Linked DNA regions of Sus scrofa: region 2 is linked to region 1. The links are chromatin contacts, called in public Hi-C maps. All regions are on one chromosome and are shown on one strand. The core of a region is the stretch at or near the end of the contact, and the rest is flanking DNA. Distances in the headings are between cores, read along the strand shown.

Evidence for each region. A called contact is a pair of places that touch in the nucleus more often than the background predicts.
Region 2: a contact with region 1 is called in a Hi-C map of fetal skeletal muscle, with 2.4 times the contacts expected there. The contact joins the promoter of UPK2 here to the enhancer-like site in region 1. A contact is called at or near these places in 1 of 5 promoter capture datasets (liver), 26 of 47 Hi-C or Micro-C datasets (adipose tissue, alveolar macrophages, blood and 15 more) and 2 of 2 datasets of contacts at active chromatin or transcription factors (alveolar macrophages and skeletal muscle).

Annotation. Positions count from the first base shown.
Region 1 is chr9:46,158,493-46,161,299 of Sscrofa11.1, forward strand. All of the region lies in intron 4 of BCL9L (B-cell CLL/lymphoma 9-like protein), which reads right to left. Among named protein-coding and RNA genes, the nearest start is that of BCL9L, 15 kb to the right of the region's middle. Within about 2 kb of position 1,504, at least 57 of the 83 cell types and tissues checked have an H3K27ac peak or open chromatin away from gene starts, as enhancers often do. A contact at or near this core is called in adipose tissue, alveolar macrophages, epiblast stem cells and 6 more, where this site is marked.
Region 2 is chr9:46,199,183-46,202,045 of Sscrofa11.1, forward strand. It overlaps UPK2 (uroplakin 2), which reads left to right and starts at 1,330. Exons shown (of 5, transcript NM_214012.1): 1 at 1,330-1,435; 2 at 1,912-2,043; 3 at 2,234-2,372; 4 at 2,629-2,699. The coding sequence starts at 1,360.

The DNA of each region.
Region 1 (2,807 bases), core at 254-2,753:
AGTGGGAAAAAGTACACCACAGAGTGGTACCCACTGGTCCAGACCGCTCCCCAGAGCAGGAGGGGATTGCCTGAAGAGGGTCCACCGGCAGGCCTGGCGGACAGGCAGGAGCAGGAGGAAGGGGGGAGGGGACTGGTGTGCGGAGCAGGCTGAAACCAAGGATTCCTGCAGCCTAGGCTGCGGGCCCTTTAAGCTCTAGCCCGCTCCCCCCACCGCCTCCCCCTCCCCGGAGACCTATTAATAGCCGCTGGAAAGATCACATCACGGGAGAGGATATTTATCCCCCCTCATTCCACACCAGCTCAGATTTATTTCAGCTCTGCTGTCCTGCTGCTGCCGCCTGGCCCAGTCTGCCGGCTTCTCCTGGGGAAGGGGAGGGAGGCAGGCGCCGCCCCTCCCTCCGGCTCCCACCCCCAGCTAGACTGAGGCCAGAGGGCGCCATTGGACCCGACAGTGGGGTGGGCGGGGGTCTACTCAAACCCTTTTTAAGAGGAAAGGGTAGAAAGGGACTAGAACAGCAGGCTTAGCTGGTTGCCATTCCCCTCTGTCCCCGGGCACTAAAGCTGTGGGCTCCCGCCTCGCGGCAGGCCTTCCCATTCTGACCCTCCTCTATCCCACCAGCGACCTGGAAGCCAGGTGCCCGGGCGGGGGCGGGGGGGGGGGGGCTCGCTCTCCAAGTCTGCACAGTTCAGCTCCATCGTCACTGGGCCCTTCCCTTCCCCTCACTCCACACACACATCCCGCCCTCCACGACACCCACACACCTTGTCTTGTTAGCCAGGATCCTCATGGCTCCCACACACAGTGGGGCTACGGCCCCTGTGCGTGCCCAGGGCCCAGCCAGGTACTCGGTACTGGATCAGGGACTGCAGCAACAAGCCCCAAAGAGAAAACTTGTGACTTGGGGAGGGGGTGTGAGAAAGGGAGGGGAGACGGGAGGACGCAACCGCCCTGGGACTAGGGAACTGGATAGGGTAGGGTGGGAATGGCAAGGAAGGACTACAGGTCGGGGTCACGATCCTAGCGGCCGGTCCTGTCCCCATCCCTCCCGAACCTTATCCTCCCAGAGCTTGAGGTGTCTAGCAAGGCCCCCCCACCCCGCCCCGGCCACAGGGGCAGAATTCACCACAAGGACAGGGTTGCAAAGGTGCCCGCGTGGGTCGGCCGTAAGGTCTGTCAGCGCTCCCCCCCCCGGGGGGGGTACTCCCGCTCCCAGGTGCGCCCCTCACCCAGGGGCAGTGGGAGGAACCCCTGGCGCCCCGCCCCCCGCGGCGCCCAGCCCCAGGGCGCCCGGGCTGGGAGGGGGCTGGGGGTGGGGGTGGGGCGATGCCCCGCCCCCAGCTCGAGGCCTAGCCCGTGCCCATCCCAGCAGGCCCAGGCGGGCAGCGAGAGGCCTGGCGGGGCCCCGGGGCTGCAGCTGGGCTCTTCTGGAGACCAGTAACGCTGGCTCAGATTCCTCCCCGACCGCAAGAATGCAGAAGCCTCCCCTCCCCCCGCCCCAGCACCCCACCCCGCCCCCTTCGGCAGAGCCCGAGCGGAGAGGCAGAGCGAGCGAGCGAGCAAGAGAGCCAGCGAGCCGGGGAGCGGGAGACGGGCAGGGCTGCAGCGTGTCTCTCTCGGCCCCGCACGCGCCGCCCGGACAGACCCACGGCCAAGTGCGGCGAGGGGCCCGGCGCGCGCCGCGGCGGGGCCGAGGTTGGGCTCGGCGCTGGGCGCCGTCGGGCAGGGGCTCCGGGACCCACCAGCACCCGAACTCTGACTCACACACCCTCGCAGCTCGCACGTGGACGGGGAGACAAAGACACGCACGGAGCCCAGGAAACTAGAGGCGCGCTCCCGCCGGGCCGCGGAGGTGTGCGGGAGGGCGAGGGAGGCGCCGGCCCTAGCAGGAGCACAGAAACAGCCTGCGGCACGTTTCCAGAGGCGGCCAGAGGGTAGAGAGGGAGCGCCTCGACTCACTGTACAGATGAAAAGACTGAGGCCAGGCCACGAGGCAGCCATAGAAAGTTGAGCCTGGTACTCTCAGAGAAATACACACACACACACTTAGATACACCAACAGACTCACTGAAACACAGAAGCCTCACCCTGCTGCCCCCTGCCCTGTCCCCACAGATACCAGTAAGGGGCGGGGGAGGGGAGGAGTCTTGGACCAGGAGCTCCTGTCCAGGGACAGGCCCAGCCAGACACCGGTGCACGTTCCCTCCTGGGCAGCTGGAGGCTAGGCCGGGACCTGGGGGACCTGGGAACCGGGAAGGAGGGAAACACACCAGGGACCCTGTGGGAGTCTAGCCCTAACTTAACTCCGCGGCACGTGGACCTTCCCCGGCTCCCGCTCTGTCTCTGGGAAGGGAGGCTCCTCAAGGGAAGGTTCCAAAGTCCAGCACCTGGCTGGGAAGCAGCCTGCTCCCAGACCCCATCTCCTGCATTAGCACAGGGGAGAGACAGAGCCTGGGTGTGGCGGCAGGCCAACATTGACCTGGGTCCCAGGCTTCCACTTCACCACCTTGCTGATCCTTAAAACTACCAACCACCTACCAGAGAGTATTATTGTCCCCATTTCACAATGAGGAAACTGAGATCTGGGAAAAGGAAGTGATATGCTCCTGCGTCACGTGACCATTACGTGGCAGCACCAAGACCATGGTCCCCCGGTGTTTCCCCTACACTGCAGTGTCCTCCCCGCAAAGCCCTGACTGCTCATCTAAGCCCACGCCAGACAGGTGGGCTTCCCACACATCAGCCACTGGACCCAGCCACCGAGGGGTTGGGGTGGAGCAAGGGACCAGTATTTGCAGCTTCAAATA
Region 2 (2,863 bases), core at 80-2,579, 41 kb after region 1:
CAGGCTTTGAGCCTACCCTTCCCACCATGGGGGAAAGGACACAAGCCCACCAGCCCCTCACTTCCCTACCAGGACCCTGGCCCTCCTCTGGGACTGGAGAAGGACAAAGAGGACCCCCTCTGTGGAGGTCTACGACCTCTCCTGACCAAGTAGTCCACTCACCACAAGTGGCTCTACCTCTCTGAGTCTCAGTTTCCACATCCACAAAAGGTGGCCAATGCTATCTGCCACCCAGAATGGCTGTGAGGGTGGAGCAGGCAAAGCCTCTGTGCCATCAGAGAAATTGTGTCTCTTTTTCATTTTCTCCCAGTGGGTTTCTTTCTCGTCTTTATTCTTTTTTTTTTTTTTTTTTTTCCTGTCTGTTGTATTTTTAGGGCCGTGCCTATGGCATACGGAAGTTCCCAGGTAGGGGTCCAATGGGAGCTGTAGCCCCGGGCCTACGCCACAGCCACAGCAATGTGGGATCTGAGCCACGTCTGCAACCTACACCACAGCTCACGGCAACACCAGATCCTTAACCCACTGAGCAAGGCCAGGGATCGAGCCCACGTCCTCATGGATGCTAGTTGGGTTCGTTAACCGCTGAGCCATGATGATAACTCCTCTTTCTCTTCTTTAGTCTCAAACAGTTCAACAAAGGTTGCTGACCAAGGCTGATCGTGCCCACCCCCCAGCCCCCCAGACTGGGCCAGTGCCCACCCCTTGGGTCTCTCTGGAATCCTGCCCAGCATCAATTGGCTCCACTCTCCAGGAGGATGGGAAGCCCTGTGGCCCCTGGGACTCACACCCCTCTGCATCTCCCAGAGTGCAGGACCTGGCCTTCAGGAGACACCAAGAACTGGCTCCCCCGGCTCTGCTGCCCCCACCCCCTACTACCAGTTTCTCTCCCATTCCTGCCCAGTCCAGGCCCCCTGGGGTTACTCTCCTCTCTCTGTACACCAGTGCAACCTCAGAACCTGCTTCCCTCCTGGGAACACCCACTACCACGTGGGAGAAGGGGTCGTCTAGGGGTTGGGCCCCAGATACACTTGTAAGCAGGAACACACGAGCCCTTACATGTGGGTGTCCCGGAAGAAGGGGGTTTTCCACCCCCCGCTTTAGTCACCCTGCCCCTCTGCAGCTGCCTGAGCCACCAAGACCCAGCCAAGGTCTCCTGCCTTCTGGCCTGAGGGCCAGCTCCCCATCCTGAAAAACCTGTCTGGGGGCCTCCCCTGAGGCTGTAGGGCCCAAGGGGCAGGTTGAACAGGATTCCCCTCTGGCCCCTCCTACCCCCAGGACAAAACCAGAGCCCCAGGACAGGGCCTCACTTGCCTCAGGAAACCACAGCTTGCCAGCACCCAGCCCAGCACCAGCCCAGCTATGGCATCCCCATTGCCTGTCCGGACCTTGCCCTTGATCCTGATTCTGCTGGCTGTCCTGGCTCCTGGGGCTTCAGGTCTCCACCATCTCTTGCCAGGGTGGGGAGGGGCTCGGGGGTCTGGAGGGGAGGCACTCTGCCTCAGGGCTCTCAAAGCTGGCCGACTAGTCAGTTGGTGGTCGGGGACTGATGAGGGCAGTGACCAGGCATCAGTCACTGGGCCCAGGGCACACTCTTGGTCCCCTTCCCGACCCATGGGGCAGGGAGGTGTGGGGAAGGATCCAAAGCTTTGGATAGGGGTGGGGTTGGGCCCTGCCCCCTCCTGGCACCCAGGGTCTGGCATCTTGGTGGAGCACCCAGCTTCTGCAGCCCAAGCCTGCCACCTGGTGGTCAGAAGGGCAAAGACTTGGGTTCTGCTAATGGACTGCAGAGTGGAATAGAGGCTTCAGCCTTACAAAGGTCCCCCTCCAGGGCATGGGCGGGCAGAGAGGGGTAGATCTGAGGGCGAGAGGGGGATGGATTCTCCCCTGAACTCCCTCCTGTCCCTCCAGCCAACTTCAACATCTCAAGCCTCTCTGGTCTGCTGTCCCCTGCGTTAACTGAGAGCCTGCTAGTTGCCTTGCCCCCCTGTCACCTCACAGGGGGTAACGCCACACTGATGGTCCGGAGAGCCAACGACAGCAAAGGTCTGCTACCCCCTCCCAGGCATTCCCTAGTCCCCAGAGATCCCTTCCCGGGACACTCCCAGCATCCCCTTCCTTCTCTATCCACCCCCTTCTTGGACCGTCCATACTAAATACTGCTGGTCTCTCTGCCTCCAGAAACTTGACCTTGCCTTTTGCTCCCCCCCTCCTCCCACCCATCCCTGATTCCTAGTGGTGAAATCTAGCTTCATGGTGCCTCCATGCCGTGGACGCAGGGAGCTGGTGAGTGTAGTGGACAGTGGGTCTGGCTTCACAGTCACCCGGCTCAGTGCATACCAGGTGACCAACCTTGTGCCAGGAACCAAATACTAGTAAGTACCAGATCCAGACCTGGGGAACCTAGGGGAGGGGTGACAGGAGGAGAAGCTGGGCCTGACTTTTGTGGTGGTGGTGGGATGTGGTCAGCATGGGGGGAGAGCGAGGGCAGCTAAAGGGTTCAAGAATGGGCCTCTCTTGGGCACCCCAGGAGGCACAACTGTGGAGGAGGAAGCCGGGGCTCCCTCTTACCCTCTGTCCCACAGACTCACTGAGGATTCTCTTCTCTCTCTCCCAAACCTCACCACAAAGCATCTCCTACCTAGTGACAAAGGGGGCATCCACGGAGTCCAGTAGAGAGATCCCAATGTCCACGCTTCCTCGTAAGTAACATCTCAGGACCCCAGAGCCTCCCCTGGGCCCTCCCACCCCCGCAGCTGCCCCTCCCCGTGCTCCCCTAGCACCTTTGTGTACCTCTATTCTCACACCAAACCCCTGGCATCTTAAGTGGCTGTTGACTCATCTGCCTGCACCATTAAACTTTGTG